Regions from separate parts of the Mus musculus genome. Here regions 2, 3, 4 and 5 are each linked to region 1. A link is a contact called in public Hi-C, HiCAR-type and HiChIP or PLAC-seq data. All regions are on one chromosome and are shown on one strand. Each heading gives the region's core, a stretch centred on a gene start, on an enhancer-like site or on the middle of the called end of the contact. The rest is flanking DNA. Distances are from core to core; before and after follow the strand shown. Region 1 holds the start of Ptgfr (prostaglandin F receptor). Region 2 has its middle 17 kb from the start of Gm31881. Region 3 has its middle 44 kb from the start of Gm31739. Region 4 has its middle 9.0 kb from the start of Gm31739. Region 5 has its middle 10 kb from the start of Gm31739.

The links. A called contact is a pair of places that touch in the nucleus more often than the background predicts. HiCAR-type assays count read pairs that join an accessible place to other places. HiChIP or PLAC-seq counts read pairs in DNA pulled down with a chosen protein or histone mark.
Region 2: a Hi-C map of uterus shows a contact between it and region 1, with 6 times the contacts expected there. The contact joins the enhancer-like site here to the promoter of Ptgfr in region 1. A contact is called at or near these places in 12 of 39 promoter capture datasets (the 3T3-L1 cell line, the C10 cell line, the HPC-7 cell line and 7 more), 1 of 15 datasets of contacts at CTCF or cohesin (the NIH/3T3 cell line), 22 of 484 Hi-C or Micro-C datasets (brain, brown adipocytes, cardiomyocytes and 12 more), 11 of 115 datasets of contacts at active chromatin or transcription factors (craniofacial prominence, embryonic basal ganglia, embryonic forebrain and 7 more) and 3 of 9 other capture datasets (adipose tissue, liver and pancreatic islet).
Region 3: a contact with region 1 is called in an H3K27ac HiChIP or PLAC-seq map of the NIH/3T3 cell line, with 4 times the contacts expected there. The contact joins the enhancer-like site here to the promoter of Ptgfr in region 1. A contact is called at or near these places in 9 of 39 promoter capture datasets (the 3T3-L1 cell line, 3T3-L1-derived adipocytes, Sertoli cells and 4 more), 5 of 484 Hi-C or Micro-C datasets (cumulus cells, liver, nephron progenitors and 1 more), 6 of 115 datasets of contacts at active chromatin or transcription factors (the NIH/3T3 cell line, embryonic limb bud, fibro-adipogenic progenitors and 3 more) and 2 of 9 other capture datasets (adipose tissue and liver).
Region 4: a contact with region 1 is called in a Hi-C map of uterus, with 2.9 times the contacts expected there. The contact joins the enhancer-like site here to the promoter of Ptgfr in region 1. A contact is called at or near these places in 8 of 39 promoter capture datasets (the 3T3-L1 cell line, 3T3-L1-derived adipocytes, cranial neural crest and 3 more), 6 of 484 Hi-C or Micro-C datasets (embryonic fibroblasts, nephron progenitors and uterus), 1 of 115 datasets of contacts at active chromatin or transcription factors (fibro-adipogenic progenitors) and 2 of 9 other capture datasets (adipose tissue and liver).
Region 5: a HiCAR-type map of fibro-adipogenic progenitors shows a contact between it and region 1, with 5 times the contacts expected there. The contact joins the enhancer-like site here to the promoter of Ptgfr in region 1. A contact is called at or near these places in 10 of 39 promoter capture datasets (the 3T3-L1 cell line, 3T3-L1-derived adipocytes, cranial neural crest and 5 more), 7 of 484 Hi-C or Micro-C datasets (the C2C12 cell line, cumulus cells, embryonic fibroblasts and 4 more), 2 of 115 datasets of contacts at active chromatin or transcription factors (the NIH/3T3 cell line and fibro-adipogenic progenitors) and 2 of 9 other capture datasets (adipose tissue and pancreatic islet).

The regions. Positions count from the first base shown.
Region 1 is chr3:151,836,015-151,839,328 of GRCm38.p6, reverse strand. Ptgfr (prostaglandin F receptor) reads left to right here and starts at 1,801. Exons shown (of 3, transcript NM_008966.3): 1 at 1,801-2,027.
Region 2 is chr3:152,065,041-152,068,354 of GRCm38.p6, reverse strand. No RefSeq gene overlaps it. Among named protein-coding and RNA genes, the nearest start is that of Gm31881, 17 kb to the left of the region's middle. Within about 2 kb of position 1,509, at least 10 of the 459 cell types and tissues checked have an H3K27ac peak or open chromatin away from gene starts, as enhancers often do. A contact at or near this core is called in muscle stem cells and uterus, where this site is marked.
Region 3 is chr3:152,031,067-152,034,380 of GRCm38.p6, reverse strand. No RefSeq gene overlaps it. Among named protein-coding and RNA genes, the nearest start is that of Gm31739, 44 kb to the right of the region's middle. Within about 2 kb of position 1,655, at least 14 of the 459 cell types and tissues checked have an H3K27ac peak or open chromatin away from gene starts, as enhancers often do. A contact at or near this core is called in the NIH/3T3 cell line and uterus, where this site is marked.
Region 4 is chr3:151,995,759-151,999,072 of GRCm38.p6, reverse strand. No RefSeq gene overlaps it. Among named protein-coding and RNA genes, the nearest start is that of Gm31739, 9.0 kb to the right of the region's middle. Within about 2 kb of position 1,627, at least 7 of the 459 cell types and tissues checked have an H3K27ac peak or open chromatin away from gene starts, as enhancers often do. A contact at or near this core is called in fibro-adipogenic progenitors and uterus, where this site is marked.
Region 5 is chr3:151,976,301-151,979,614 of GRCm38.p6, reverse strand. No RefSeq gene overlaps it. Among named protein-coding and RNA genes, the nearest start is that of Gm31739, 10 kb to the left of the region's middle. Within about 2 kb of position 1,759, at least 41 of the 459 cell types and tissues checked have an H3K27ac peak or open chromatin away from gene starts, as enhancers often do. A contact at or near this core is called in the C2C12 cell line, the NIH/3T3 cell line, embryonic fibroblasts and 3 more, where this site is marked.

The DNA.
Region 1 (3,314 bases), core at 552-3,051:
TCTATAGGCGTATCAACTTCACACATGCAGCAATAAAACCAAAATGAGATATATTTTAAAAAGGCTGGTCAGCCTCTCATCTTCAGCTCTTCTGTTTTTGCCTGACGGCTTTTCTTTCTGTGGATTAACCCGTTTTGTAGCACTGTCTTTGGGGACTAGGAACTGGGAGTCAGATTAGGGTGGCACATAGGCCTGGGAGCAACATTAAAAGTTGTTCATTGTTCACTTTTTGAGAGCACCTTGCCCTGCTAATATTAATATGTCTAGTTTGTCTGAACTATGTGTTGGTTAAGGAATGGGGTTCTAAAGAGGGAATTCCAATAACAGATGCAGAATAGATTGAAGAAATGATGCAATTCCGGTAGTGCTTTGGAAAAGAAATCACAATTGCCTTGGTTTTATTGAGTGCTACAATTTGACATTGAATGAGCAGGCTGGTTCCTTCCCACCCAGTTCCACAGCACTGGTGTGAGATGCCCCTGTCTCCAAGCTGCAGAGATTCCCAAATCGAAATCTGGCTCTAGAATTCACTACTTCAAAGATTTGGTGAGAACAGGGGAATGACAGAGAAGACCCCCCCCCCCCCCATAGAGGGCCATTTCCACGAGAGAAACACAAGGAAAACCATCAACACACTGAGCTGCAACCAAGGACTGTTAATCATTAAAGGAAAGAGTGGCACTCCGTGTCACATTTTCAGTGTGGCTTGTGACAGGGTTGTTCTTTGGATACTGGCCATCCCGGGACACAGCATTTTCCAACTAATCAAAACATTGACCTCTCTGACCATACCCAAGTCACAGTTTAAACACGCTATGATAATATCAATTAAAACTGCTCTGTCTCCACCACAGGGGGAGAGTGTGCAGCCGGACTTTTCTACAGTTAATGGCTAATTTATTTTATCTTGCCTTTGCACTTTATGAGCCCTTTCGATCTTCAGGAATTTGGAAGCACCTTCTGGCTCTGGAATGGAGAAGCAGATTCCAGAACTCTTTACACAGCTAGTGACAACCTTTTGCTAGGGCCAGAAGGGAAATCGAGGTAATAGGGGCACACAAGTGCTGCGCTGGAAATGACATATTCAGAGGTGTGGATGTTATTAGCTAAAAAACAATCATAGTGAAAAGAACTCACATTGTACAAGTTCACACAGCACTATACGTTTAACAAGCTCAAATAACAGTTCTTAATGAAAAATGAGCGCGCCTTTACTTGAACACAAAGTACATTTTACAAAATCTATAAGGTGTATATCCTTTGTTGTGGATGTCACTAGAAATTCTCTCAAGGACTTCGAAGCTCCCAAAAGGTCTCGAATCCCAGGCCAGCAGGTGCTTAAGAACGCAGCTCTCACTTCCCTTTATACTCTTACCCGGCTTGCACTCCAGTGACAGTGGAGCCTAAGGCTGTTCCTCTTACAGCAGTTGCCCAGAACTTCTAATTCACTCCCTGTGGATATCTGCTAGAAGTTCTCTTTCAAACTGGCAGACCTTTACCCAGATTTCCGCGTCCCTTTTTGGTTGGACCTGGAATTAATTCATTCCCCATAAGCTGTACCCGACAATCCCACACACCAGGCTCTAAACATGCCTTGGTTTTCCTTGTTTCTGTCTTGAAGCTTCGGAAATGACCTCTTTCATTTGGAAACGAGTTTAAAGCAAAACTTTCCGTAGTTGCCTGGTGGCTAAAAGCGTTGTCTTCTGCTGCTCGGTGGCCAAAGCATCAGAGGACCGTGCAGCAGCCTCACCCTGTGCGGGCAGAGAAAGTGGGCGGAGAGGAGAGAGACGAGGAAGGGGCGGAGGTCACCCAGCCCTCCACCCTGCAGAGGCTGGGAGCATCTCTAGGTGCTCTGGAGTTCAGGACACAATAGGTCCTGCGGGTGATCCAGTGCTCAGAAGTGTCCTAGGGAGGAAAGAGAGGTGGAACCCGAGGTTGCGGCTGCGCAGGGCTGGTTGCGCCATGGAACACCGGGCTCAGCGCTCTTCTGCTCCGGACACAACCACTCAGTGGCTCAGGATGCCGAGGTAAAAACCCCGTGGCTGCATTCCCACGGCCGGATTCCCACGGTCCCTGGATTCTCCAGCTGAACCCAGGGTTGATAAACTCCGGTGGCAACAGCTGCAGGGGTCCCGCTGGAGAGCACTATAGGCTGAGACTGGCAGGGATTTTGGACCCAATTCGTGGTGTGCTATGAGGAAAGAAGGGCTTGGGGGCTTCACTGTAAGGATGGGGCTCAGTAGCAAGGATTTCCACCACCCTCAGGAGAGAAGCACGCACACAGGGCTACCCCTTTCTTTCCCTGAGATTCCCTGCTGGCTGCACTACATGGTCCTTACCCCGGCTGCCGCAGACCTTTGGCGCCCCCCAGGGTGGGAGGGAAAAGAACTCTCCGGAGTTTGAGAAATTGCAAAAAGTTTCAGCAAGTTGGTTAGGTTTAGAGGCAATGTTGCAAGCTGAGGCCCCTTGGGGTGTGGGCTTTGCAACTGTCGAAAGTAGAAATGTGAGTAAGACACCGAGGGGGCAGCCAGCCTCTTTCCTTCAGGCACCTAAAGCCTCTGGGCTGTCAAATCCCCAGCCTCCGGGAAAGCTGCTCTGGGAAAACAATCTAATTATCCAGTGGTGTGGTCCTGAAGCTAGCACGGACTTAGGACTCAACACATTAGGGGCAAAAAACCCAAACAGCAAACAGTACAGCATTTCTCACTGGAGGCTACAGTAACCTGACAGCACCCTTCCTCATCTTGGTGCAGGGATTTCTGCCCCGTGAAAGAAGGCTAGATCAGAAATCACAGCCTCAACACTCTTCCATGAGTCAAAGTGTGACTGAGTGTGAGGTGTGTGTGTGTGTGTGTGTGTGTGTGTGTGTGAGAGAGAGAGAGAGAGAGAGAGAGAGAGAGAGAGAGAGAGAGATTGATTCTGTTTGTTGCCCTTTCATGACCTTGGCTTTATGACCAGCAGGTGGATCAAGTACTTGGGGAGGGGTCAATGTCCCACAGAGAAAAGAACAGGATTTTAAAGGATTAGTTATTTCAATAGATTGCTATGCGTTAAAAACTCCATTGGTTTGAAATCTAACCTTCTTAGTGCTTTAGTAAGACTTCAAATGATTCAAGATGTCAAGGATACATCAGGATGGCTTTTTTTTTTTTTAGATTTCTCTCTCTCTTTCTAGGGAAGTGAACTGATGGTGTCAGTTTGGGCGGTATCTTTATCTTGAAAGAGAGACAACCAGAACAGATGCATGCTGGCGGCAGGGTCCTGCAACCTGACTTATGATAGGCTGGGCAAATCCACCCCATCCCAGGGTGCTG
Region 2 (3,314 bases), core at 260-2,759, 230 kb before region 1:
TTTTATTGTGAAAATTGATTCATGAGACTGTGGAGGGCTCTCACTATATCCCACAGTGGACAGCACTTGTCTGTCTGGGTCTGGCTTACTTTGCTTGGTAAAGTTATCTCCAGTTCTCTCTGATGGTGGCTCCATTTGATAGAGAAGGCAAGAGATTACGATCAGATTTTTTTTCTCATGAGTTTCAGATCTCCATGCCTTCAACATGTCTTAAATAAAGTATATCTGTAACAAAATTTCATATTTCTGTATTAATAATCATTCAATTTTTAAAAATTAAGATTAAAATTTAGTACTAATAGATGTTAAGGCTAACATTTCCATGGTCTGTTCACACTGACCCCCTCTAAAATTCTGTCTTTTTTTCAAGGAAGTTCTTTCTTTCTTTCTTTCTTTTTTTCTTTTTCTTTTTTTTCTTTTTTTGCTTTAAGTACAAGCTTGGATAAATATGGAAATAATTGCTTTTAGCATCATGCATGCCATTAAGCTTGTGAGTCTGACTCCTGCCCTGTGTGCCATAATTCTGAGGTGAAGGAGGATGGCTTAAGTATTTTTTTGCATTTTATAAACGAGTAAGAATAGATGAAAAATCTCATTAGAAAAATGGGCTAGGGTGATTATCAAAGGAGTTAGAAAAGAAGAAAGAAAACTAGCCAGGGAGTGTATGAGTGGGCACACCATGTGGAAAGCGCGTTGACCTCAATGGTACAGAATTCCAACTGAACCAATAAGGAGGCATCATCTAACCCGGTCAGCCCAGCCCAGTGTGAAGGAATGGCTGCCCTCCTCCACTGCTGTAGGGAACGGAGATCTGTGCGCTGTCTGCTGATTGATAACGTGGATGAAAAGGCTCAGAGCTGCCCTTTGCTCCGACTCTGTCCCACTTCTAGAAACTTGTTTAAGGGAACACCGGGCCAGCTACAGTAGTGTACGTGAAGGGAGATTCGCTCGGCCTTGCTGACACCGGGAGGGTGAGCCCCCATTTCTCTGACACCCTCCTCATTTCTGTGGGGAGGTGCTGCCCCTGTGGCATCTGTGCCCTCATCCAGACCTCTTAGGGCACAAGAAATAACTTGTTGAGTTTCGGGGCAGGTCTCTGCCTCTACTACAGTCTGCCTGCAGAGTCTGAGCTCTCTGGGCTGCCCGCTAAAATGGCTTTTAGGGGAAGACATCCCTTCTTTGGGAAGGTCTGATCTGCAGCTCTGCCTGTTCCCGTGGGGGATGGGTCTTCTTTTAAGTCCAGGTTAAGAAGAGATAGTGAATGGCTGAAGCAAAGGAGCAGCTACATCAAGAGGCGAGGGAGAATGTGAACACACAGCCTCGGGAAGTACCAGTTTTGGGAGGGGCAAGCAGCCCCTGGCTTGTCGGAGCTCAGCAAGGGTGAACGGAGAGCTACAGAGTCTAGAAAGAACACCTGGCTTTGCAGAACGGACTGAGGGAGCGACAGTGGGAGCAGGGCCACTGTGAGGGGCGATTATTGCAGCTTTCTACAACCAGAAGATGGCGATATGGTTGAAATGGAGACAGGCGTGAGTGGCTTTGAGAGATGCTGAGGAGCGAAATCTCAGGAGATAGTGACGATCTGGACAAAAGGGACGAGACAATGGTTTCATGTGGTTTTGTTTTTTGTTTTTAACCAATCGGGTAGGTGTGCTGGTAAGATACATAAGAATCTAATACACAACACATAGGCACATAAGAAAGGTAGCTAACCTGGTTTTCACAATCTAAAGTATTAGCACCATTCCCTGTGAAGAAGAGGATTTTGCGCATGAGCGGTGAACTGAACACACCCGTAGGCGCTACATTGGTCAATGTAGATGGAGGACTTTGTTTATATTTCAGCGTACATGAAGCACCACTTTAGAAGTCATGTGGGACACCAATCTTCCAGGACTCAAGCGGGCTCACAGAGATCAGGGCTCCTGCCTGTATGGGTCTGACCTAAGTCCTCTGTGGTGCAGCGGACCATGCCAGACAACTTGGTAAGGTCGAGTGGATTCAGAAACCCCGGGACCCTCATACCTGCATATGGTAGGTGTTTCATCTACTCTGGACCAGATTTCTGTGCTAGAACACATGACTGTGACACCCCACGGAGAGGACGGTGACCATGCACAGGCAGATGAGGCATCCTTAACATCTCGGGGTAAGCCAACAGAAAGCATCTGCTCTTAGACCCCAATCCACCCCAAAGTGTATATAAGACCCTGTCGACAGGAATAAAGTACTCGTTATTTTGTCAAGGACTGTCTGAGTGTCTGCTGTATAGAGCTGTAACACTTTGGGCAAGAGATACTCTCCCCTGGAGCCTTTTCAACTTCTCAGCGGGCTCCTCTGGAGTAGCAGCTGCTGAAAAGACCCAGCAGACAGCTGGCCTACATCTGATATCTCCCCACTTCCAACCCTCACCTACCAGCACAGTGTCCTGCAGTGTAAGACTGACTCCTCTTCCCCTTTGGAAAATACAACTCTTTGGCTGCTCTGGAGGGGCCAGAGCCCCACAGATCTCCGCAGACAGCATCTAGTACACAGACAGGCAGTCTTCTGCGTATATGTTATGATCATGTAGCTGGTATTCTTGTAGGATTTTTAATAGAGGGAGATGCGTTTGTCTCCGACTTTTGTGCCTGCCACTGGGGCCTCTTTCCACCTACTGAGTTGCCTCATCCAGCCTCGATGTGAGAATATGCGCCTGGTCTTACTGTAGCGTGTTTTATGCCCTGTTTGGTTGATGTCCCTGGGAGACCTGCTCTTTTCTGAGGGGAGGTGAAGCAGCTATGAGTCTAAGGGAAAGGGGAGATGGGGTGGAAGAGATAGGGGAAGGGGAAGGAGGACAAACGGCAGTTGGGATGTAACATAGGAGAGAAGAATAAATAAAAAGAAAAAAAATCACGTGAGCATTAAAGTCAGTTGTCATCACCAGATGCTTAAGGACTAGTTTAATAATGTGAGTTATTTAGGTAGGAAAAGTGAAGTGCAGTGGAGATTGGCTGAGAAGAAGCCCAGGTAAGGCTTCTAGAAAGGAAAGCTTTGCTGAGCACCAGCCCTAAGGTAGTGGAGAAGATGTGTTTGGCTAGGGACAGTATTTGATAGTTTTCTTGGTGAAGAATTTATGGGTTTTGGTTCATTTAGCCAATTAAAAAGGTTTTAGATCTATTTTATTCTAAATTAAGGATTTATTTTTGCCTGCATGTATGTATGTGCACCATGTGTGTGTGTGTCTGTCGGGTTCCCTGGAACTGGGTATGAATGGCTGTGAGCCACCAATGTACATGAGGGACATTGAACTTAAGTCCTCTGTAAGAGCGGCA
Region 3 (3,314 bases), core at 406-2,905, 200 kb before region 1:
CTCGTCATGTCTGTGCCTGGCACTGAACTTGGATCATCTGGGAGAAGATGCATATTCTTACCCATGATGCATCTCTCCAGTCCCCTATACTCGTATTTTTATTATTCTTTATAATTACATAATAGTTAATGAGTAAAGCCAATTAAAATGCTATCTTATAGCGCACTGTGGAAGCTTCCCGTTTCTTACTATTTTGGGTGTACACCTCCGCTTTTGTCAATGCCTGTCCTGCAGGAGCTTCTGAGGTGTAGATGTGTTTCTACTACGATTGACTGTAATACTAACAGCTAAGTTTTTTTAAAAAAACTTTCTTTAAGTTTAATTTTTTTCTGTGTGATTATTTTGCCTGCATGTACATCTGCGCATCGTGTGTATGTCTGGTGCCTGAGGAGGCTCTGGAACAGGAGTGGCAGACAGCTGTGAACAGCCATGTGAGCGCTGGGAATTGAACTCTGTCCTCTGGAAGAACAGAGCCGTCTCTGTAGTCCTGTGTTTTTCTCCTTCCTAGAGAAGATCCTTAGACCTCTCATAGGCAGGATAATGACCCCAAGGGAACTTTGAACATGTTACCCTATTTAGGAAAGAGTCAGAGGCAGATATTTGCACCCAACCAATGGACAGAAGCAGCTGACCCCTGTGGTTGAATTAGGGAAGGCTGAAAGAAGCTGAGGAGAAGGGCCACCCTGTAGGTGGACCAGCAGTCTCAATTAATTTGGACCCCTGAGATCTCACAAACAGTGGACCACCAAACAGACAGCATACACCAGTTGATATCAGGACCCCAACACACATACAGTAGAGGATTTCAAGGTCTGTGTTCATTCAGGGATGATGCACCTAACCCTCAAGAGACTGGAGACCCCAGGGAGTTTAGAGGGTCAGGTGGGGTGGGGAGGAGGTGTGGGATGTGGAGCAGATGGAGGGTGGGTGGGTGGGGCAGGAAATGGAATATGGAGTGTAAAAAATAAATTAAAAATAAAATAAAATAAAAAATAATGTTAAAATAAATTCCCATATGGTCACTAAGAAAGAAAAAGAAAAAGAAAAAGAAAAAAAAAAGAAAAAGAAAAAGAAAAAGAAAAAAAAAAAAAAGGAAACCTGTGGACATGTTGTCTCACCTAGAAAAAGATTTGCCAATGTGATTATGGTGGGGGGCAGGTATCTTGGAGTATTTGGGTGCCCCAGTCTAACCAGATGGTTTCTCTAGGACAGAGGTGGAGGCTGAGAGTGAGTCACAGGAGGTTCCGGTAATGTGCTGCCTTTGCTAGGAGCAGACAGGAGCTCTGCATCTTGGAGGCCTCTGGAGACTGGAGAAGCAAGGGCAGATCCTAAGTAAGCCTTTAGAATCCATACAAGCCTGCTGAAACCTTGATGTTAGCATCACCCTGTTTTGGATTTCTCCAGCACTGCAAGATAACACAGCAGTGCTGTTTGCAGCCACAGCTTTGTAGTTGTGCATTAAAGCAGCAGAAGAAAACCAGAACCCGGAGGCACTAAAAAAAAAAATGACTTGAAGCTCTCAAGAGAGTTTAATGATAGCTTTTCTAGAGAGTACTGACGTTTCAAAATGACTTTTGGGCTCAATAAAGCATCTGAGGGTTTACTCACCCAGAAGCCACCATGACTGATTCATTGATGGGTGGAATTTCCCACCACTTAAGCTTCCTCCCATGTTCTCTGGTCACTTTGCTTCCTGGTCCCTTGTCCTGACCTGCTTATGAGCTTGTCTGTCCAATGATATTGTCAAAGAAGCTTGGGACCGTGAGCTGCTTTTCTACCTGGTTTAGAGTGTCAACAGATGAACTTGAACTTCTAGACCAGGCCAACAAACGCATGGCTATGACCTGACATACGGATTAGACCTCGATTCCTAGCACCTTATAAAGTGCGTGTGGTTGTGCAATCTTGTATTACTAGCACCAAAGCGCATCTTCAGTTACAGAGTGAAATTAGCCAAGCCTGGGCTGCCTGAGATCATAACAAAGGAGGAGGATGGGAGAAGGAGGGGGAGGAGAGGAGGGAGATGAGGAGGAGGGGGGAGGGAGAGGAGGAGGATGGGGGAGGAGGAAGAGGAAAGGAGGAGAAGGAGAAGGAGGGGGAAGGAGGAGGAGGAGGAGGAGGAGAAGGAGGAAGACGAGGGGGAAGGAGGAGGAGGAGGGGACAAATGGCTCACATTCTCAAGGAGTTCATAGTGTAGTGTATTAAAACAGTGGAGACAGAGACTGGTTTACAATATGGAAAGGGCAGAGGTGGACATACACACCCCTGAGGGTTTGCTGGAGTCATGGGGGATGCAGCAGCCTTTTAAAAGGAGATGTCTGATCTGACACAGAATGACTTTTCTAGGAGTGGCAGTGAGACGGGAATGGAAGAAATGATGCGCTGTGACAGAGTTTCGGAAGACTAAGGGATAACTTGATCAAAAGCATAAGGACAGTACTTAGGAGACAGCGACAGATGCTGTCTGTGCATTCAAGGCCAGCTTCGCTACAGAGTGAGCACCAGGACAGAAAGGGCTATGTAGGGAAACTGTATTTTGAGAATCAGAAAACAAAGATAGGGAAACAAAGGTACGGTTGAGCAACAAGTGGTTAAAGGTTCCTGGGGTTTTGAGAGCAGCGCGATGGGGAGGAAAAGAATGGAGAGAGAGGCAGTGCCACCCATCGGAGAAGCTTGGAGTTCTAGACAGGATCTTCCACGCTGGCTGTCTGCCTGTCCATCTCTAGAACGTGTAAGCCTCATCTGCTCAACTCGTTGACACTCTTCAGAACCCCAGGGATGCCATGGAGCCAGCAGGCAAATCTGCTGCCCTCTTGAACTGTTATCTGAAAGGGGGGGGGGTCAGATCACGTGGTACTCACAACGAGAAGGTAAGGGGGATCAGTCTACGCACCTGGGAGAAGACTCAAAGAGACTTTCATGAAGGCGTCACCTCTAAACTTTTTTTTTTTTTTTTTTTTTGGTATGTGTGATCCAATGAGTCTAACTTGGGCTGTTCACAAGAGCAGAGGTGAACGGTCATTTATAGGAATTTGGGCTAAGAAAATACCTCTTTCTCTCCCAACAACTGTAACTCAAGGAGGGATAAAACCTAATGAGTGCTTAGCGCCTCCACGATGGAATGTTTATGGGTGCAATCTTGTGTAAGCCTTGTGCAGATAATCATAGCTGTCGAGAGTTCAAGAGGGCACTGGCCATGCCTTGCTTGGGAGACACCACTCCAGCTCGTTCTCTGGGCCTTACAGAGGCTTTCTTCCCAACCTGTCACAATATTTCTGAGCCTTGGAGGAATGTTGTCCCATTTTAGGCTGGTC
Region 4 (3,314 bases), core at 378-2,877, 160 kb before region 1:
TAGATGTCACTGACAAAATCTTTGAGTGTGGTGCTGGTAACAATTGTGAATCAAGGTTGTAAGACATTTCTTTTTTTAGCACATTGGTTTGCTTGTGTTCACTGACACAGGTCTGGCTTTGCTCAACTTTCATAAGTGTTCTGGCAATAACTGTGTCAGCGCTGAGATTTCTAGCACAATTGCCTTGTTTTCTAACAGAGATTAAAGCAGACTGATTTGTGTTTTAAGGTTTTGAAATGAGTCACTTCATTTGCCAACATAACTGCTTACCCAGCTGCGTTTGATTCTGAAGTCTCCAAATCACCGTTGTATCAATGCATGGCCACCTTCTCATATCTAAAGAGAAAAGAATATAGGAGACTTGATTACCAATCACCTATATTTGACTTTATAGTCTCTCTTTCCTTCCCACCTAGATATACCCCATACCCTAAATCTGGGCCCTTTTGTTAAGAACCTGTGACCAACTTGAACAATTACATAAACTCTTAAAAGTTTCATTTTCTCATTTAGAAAATGGATGTAATAAGGACACTTAAGTTGTAATAATTCTGTTAGGTTTAAACAAAACAATCATGTAAAATCCAGACTATATTTCTAGGTTTGTGGCATCTTCCAAATGAATGAAGATTTGTACTGGAATGCTAGTTGAGGTGGTGTGGTGCTGAGAGACAGTCTTTGAAGGACAAGATGGTGAATGGGCTGCACATAGAGACATCAAAGTCACCCTAGATGGTAGGAGAAAGACTAAGTTGTTGATGGTCTCTCTGGTTAATTGGAGAGATGGGTGGATGCCCCTTGATAGCAGTGAGGAGGAATTGGGCAGGTGTGACCCCCTAAAGAATTAATTATACATTGTTTTGCTGGAAGAAGAGCAAGCATTTTGGATGGAAGCATTACTCCATAAGAGGGCTGACCTAACACCTGAGCCTGATGGATGTAGGGAACTTCATCCCACATCTCACGGGTTTCAGGGGAGTTATGTACTTGGGGTACATCCAGGATTCAGTTAAGACAAGAAGTTGGAAGAGGTAGGGGATGCCATAAAACTTGGCGGGGAGTTTCTTTGAGAAACAATAAATAGACTTGAGTCAGAGAACAGTAGAGTTGGTCTGAAGGAAATAAGCCCAAAGCAAAATGAAGCTGGGACTGTGAGGGAGGAGAGCAGACAGCCGGGAATTGTACTTTGGATGCTGGCCAGCAATAATTAAAGGTGTGAAGACGATGTTCCAGAGAAAAACTGCTTTTTGGTTCCCGTCAAGATGGTGAAATCAATATGAAGAAGCTATAAAGGAAGGGGTGAAGCCAAGACATCTGGAACTGGGTGTGCATATGTGTGTGTATATGTGCACTTGGTGTGTGTATGTGTGTGTGTGTGCATGTGTGTGTAGCCTCAAGTGAAAGAACTAGTGAGAAGATGCAGAGAACTTTTCAAGCTATGCTCTGCCTTTCCCCTCTTTTCTCAGGAGGGTCAGTACCTGTTCCTTTAGCACAGAAATCCAGTCATGCTTATGGGTGGTCACAGCACAGCACAAAACTTAGCTGGGCTGAACAGCCATATGGTGACTACAGTCCTTCACTCCTTCCAAAGGTCTGGAGGTAGTAGGCTTACACTGTTGGAAGACTACCTTCTGCCAATGTTGCTTCTTCCCAAGTATTCAAGTGCAAAGCTCCCATCAGACGTTACGAACATGTCCACATGGTGTCAACAGCAAATTTGCTGTTTGGAATTCTTCATCTTCCCTCCTGTTGGTCATATTTAGTTTCCTGGGAGTGACAGAGAAGTGACCCAGAGTCAGGCCACTCTCATTGCATAATACTGAGCGTAACAACAATCATCACCCTTTTGCTTAAAAGTACACAGAACAGAACAACAAAACAAAGCAGACACAAGCTCCCCGAGGAAAATTAGTTTTACATGGCAATGAATGTTTTGCCATAAAACTGCTCACATTCTCTCATTATTCTCTTAGTATTGGAAGGGTTTGCTGTGATGACCGCTTTCTTTAGAGTACTGTTTTTATTGTTTGTTAACATCTCCTTTGCTTTTTAAAAAATGATGGAGAATTTTATACATGTGTACAATGTATTTTCATGAAATCCCCTCTCTCTTCCCTCTAACTCCTCCCACCCTCCACTACTGTTCCCTCTAAAGTTTATGTGTTCTTTAAAAATCTACTGAGCCCACTGAATGCCACCAGTAGGGCTACATTCTGGGTACAGTGGAACAAAGAAAGCCTATCAGGGCTCTCATCCCTGAAGAATATGGTCTGTCTCTGTCTCTGTCTCTGTGTCTGTCTCTATCTCTCTGTCTCCCTCTGTTTCCCTCTGTCTCTCAGCAATATTATATTATATATATATATTATATTGCCAATAACTACTCATCTAGGGGTAGGACTTTATAAGTCCATCCACCATCGATCCAGATATGTTTTTTCTGGCTTCATCTTGTGCAGGTTCTGTGCAAGCAGTCATTGTTGTGAGGTCATGCGTGCTGTGTCTCTGTCACATCTGGAAAACAATGCTTCTCTTCAGTCCTCCACTACCTCTGGCTCTTAGAAAAATGTCTGTCCCCTCTTCCATGATGATGAGCCTTGGGAGGAGGGGACTGTGATGATGATGTCCCATTTAAGACTGAGAATTTCAGTCTCATACTGGACTAGTTATGAGAGTCTATCAATCACCACATTTCTTTGTTTTTCTTGATGAAAATATCTGAGAGTATATTGATTTTGATTTTTCAAAACCCATCTTTTGGCTTGGTTAGTTGTTCTTTGGTCTTCGGTCTTTGTTCTATGATTAACATCTGCTCTTGTCTCACTCACTTCTTTGCATTGCCCTATTCTGAGGTGGCTTATCATCTTCTTTCCATTGAACATCAGGTCAGTGGTATGAGAGTTTTAGTCTTTAAAAAAAATACCTCTTCTAGCCCACTAGACCTTATGCAACCACCACTTTTTACTCAATAGAAGTTCAAAATGCATTTCATTTTCTCAATACTATGCCCCACTCTTACTCTTCAGCTAGGCCACTGTGCTACACTTGGAAACTATTCCATGTCTCAAGGGACACTCCCTTATTACCTCTCTTATCGTGCACTAAGCTAGTGCCATGCCACATCAATACACTTGATGGATGCACTTCAGAAACTGTGTGGCTGGCTGCATCCACACTTACACATTATCTCAGCATCCTTGTGATTTCTGTACATGACACCTGTGCAATTAATACTTCTTAGAAGTTCAACTCATTTGTTGTTATTAATTGCCATGTAAAACAATCTCTCCATGAAACAGCATTCATCGTGGTGCTGG
Region 5 (3,314 bases), core at 510-3,009, 140 kb before region 1:
TCATCTCGGTAGCACCTCACCTAGGTAGCACAGTAGAGCTGACCTTGGTGGCCGGGGTAGGGGTGGGGCTGGGAGGGTGGGAGGATGAGCTAGGCCTGCCCCTTGCCAGCTGCAGCTGAGTGAGCTAGCAGGGTAGAGTTGGTAGAGAGTTGGCCTTGGTGGTGTGGGTACAGGAGAGCTGGCAGGCTGACCAACTCAACTGCCACCCTGGTCCAGATCTAGTGCTTTGAGCTGGCTCACCCCAACATCTACTCTATCTATGAGCCCCTAGAGTGCATGAAGGAGACACTCCTACAGATCCAAAGCTTCAGGATCTCCAAAAACAGGGCATCAACAGGATATCTGAGAGAAGTCCTGATGAGAGTCCAGTATTGATAATGTAGCAGAAGCCAGGGACCACAAACCAGACTAATCACTCATTGCAATGAAAATTTGCATGTAAAGGTGTTTGAACAAAAGGGTGTACCCTGTGACACACTGTGACACACTGCAGCTTCCATAACAAAATTTTTAAAAATTTAATTTTAATTTTGATTTTTTTTTCTTTTGAGGGGGAAGGTGCCAGGGCAGATATGAAGAGAGGAGAAGATGAACGGGATTAGGGTTCATGATGTGAAGTTCATAAAGAATCAATAAAAAGTTTTGAAAGTGTAGAAAAGAAAGCTGCTTTCTGGGAGCTGCAGGGTGACTGAGGATTGTAGCTCACCATGTCCCTCCTCTTCCCTCACAAAGAGGAGCCAGGGTAACAGGCATGCAGCTGCATTGGGGGTTTAGTTAATGTGGAAGAGTTCTGAAAATTAGTGAGTGGGACCTTGTAAGGCTCAGAGACCTGGAATGACAGTCAAGGAAGAGAAAGATGTCTAGTTCCAAACTTGTAACCAACTCCCACTCCCCTGTCAGCACAACACCCCCCCGCCCCCCACCGCCACGCAAGGCAGGAGAGAAAGAACTCTAAGCTGCAGCTCACAGGGGTCTTTCCTGACCTTCTCCAGGTCTCTATGGCTGCTGCTTTCAGTATTAATTCTACAGTTACACTTCTACTCATGTCTGTAGAACTACACTGTTCATGAGGCAAGGGAAAGAAAAGGGAAGTGAGGAATTACACTTTTCAGAATTTATCCCTAATCCTCCATCCTGACTCCAGTGCTGACCAGCTGGCTCACTGAGTAAACTGTCTGCCAGTTCTCCCTGGCTCTTACTGATGTCTACTTGTGACTTCCTTGACTCTGAGCTTCAACTGTCTAAACATGTCTCTGGTTTTGCCTTTCCAAGGCCACATCCCCATACACTAGCCAGTTCAAGCTCAGGTTTCTACTGGCTCAAGCTCCTTCTGCAGCAACCACAGCAGTCTCTAGAGAGAGAGGATGAGTGATGTCAAAGAAAGAGTCCTTTCAGAGGGGTATCTGTTGAAACTCCAGATGTGGAGAGTTAAACCCGGGACATAAGAAACAAAAGAAGAAACTGAGAGGAATATTTGTATATGTTTTAAGTAGGAAATGGGGAGGAAACAAAAACAAACAAACAAATGAGTTAGGGATGACTTAGACTAAACTGCAGCCTGATAAAAACCTGATTAAATAGTTTGTTCCAAGGACTAAATTTTTTTAGCGATACTTGGACTAGAATACTGAGCCTTTGAACATTTTAACCAAGAGCAGTAGTATCATTACAAGTCTCAAGTAAACTATGAAGTATGACATTCTAGAACAACTTGTTACAGTAAGAATGACTCAGGAGGCTGAGTCTAAGTGACTCACGTGTGCGGCTTGTCAGACCATCTGACAGCCATTATGTCTGACTCTGAAGCTCAGGTCAGCTAAAGCCTGCTTTCCTCTTCTGCTCAGTAGATGGATTGTTTTTCATTCCAGTAATAGTCTTAGAATTCATTCATTCTTGGGGGAGAGATCCCTTGTTCATATCAAACATGGTGATCTGATAGCCGATGGGTTCTCTGGAAACTTGGGTATGCTGTACCATCTTATTCAGCATCATGTCTTTTTAGGAACATGGTCCCTGTTATATTGAAAATGCTCAGTGATGGAGACTAATTGGTCCTTCTCTGAGAAGACATCACTTGTTGCAGAGAGGAGTGCTTCAGAAAATCTTGTGGAAAGCACTGGCTTCAACTCCCAACAGAGTCAGCAAGGGAGCACCATTCTGTGAGATATTAAAGATTTTATCTACTGTGAATTTCCTTTGAGGAAATAGAGCATATACTTCACTATGCTTATAGTTCAACTAGGAAATCACTGACCACACCAGTGGCTGTATATGTAGAAGTCCTTGGAGAAGAAAGTAGATGGTTATGTGGTAAGTACTTGAGGAATGTGTCAAATTGAACCACTGGCCAGAAGATTCCTACTATATGAGCTTCCCTATAGAAGAGAACAGCATGCTTAAAAGGGTCTCCTTCATAAGACTGAGCATTTCTTTGGTTTGTTTATTTGTTCAATCAGTAAATATTTGCTGGTATCTGTTATATCTGCTATGATCCTTTTGTTTTATAAATCAGCATCTGATCTGATGATGGATACATTGCTTAGCAAAGGTGTTTTAAACAGTGTATTGATGATGACACACGATCTCTGATGCACAAGAACTATGTCTGTTGGTCAGATGGATGGTTTGGAGGTCGGAAAAAGGTGTGGTTGAGAATATTTCATATGCATTTTGCTGTAGTTTCAAACTTTATTGTGCAATGGATACTCTGTGAAGTAGAACAAATGTGCAGATTCTAGAGTCTGAACGTTGATCAGCAGGCCTGGCACAACCCTTTGGATGCACTTTTTAATAAGCGGTCGAGGTAATTCTTATGCAAGTGCTATATGCATCACCTAAGAGAAGTGCTGTTTATGGCCTTTCATTCGACTCCAGGAAAGTATCAAGTATACAGATAAATGGTTAATGGTCTTTTTGTTTACCCTCCACTATTATCATTGCTATCCTCACTTAAAACAGTGACAAATCACAGGGAGAAAAGGAAAGACAAAATGAAACAGAACAAGAACCTTAGAATGCCTAGGGAAGAGAAGAAAGTACCAGTAAAACTAATGTGGCATTGGCTGGGGTCTTCCTGAGCTCATGCGGTGACAGGTTCTTAGTCTCCTCATGAGGATGCCCTGGTAGATGTATGGTTGAGTATGGTAGATGTATGGTAGATGTATGGTAGAGTATGGTTGATGTGGCCAGGTGCTTGTGGAAAGCAACGATATCGTATTTTAAAGTCATAATAATGGGAAACTGAACAGTGTCCTCAAGGCCTAACTTCCTCCTCCTTGGCTTGTTTCTGTAGCTGTCAACTTTTGTCGATTTGA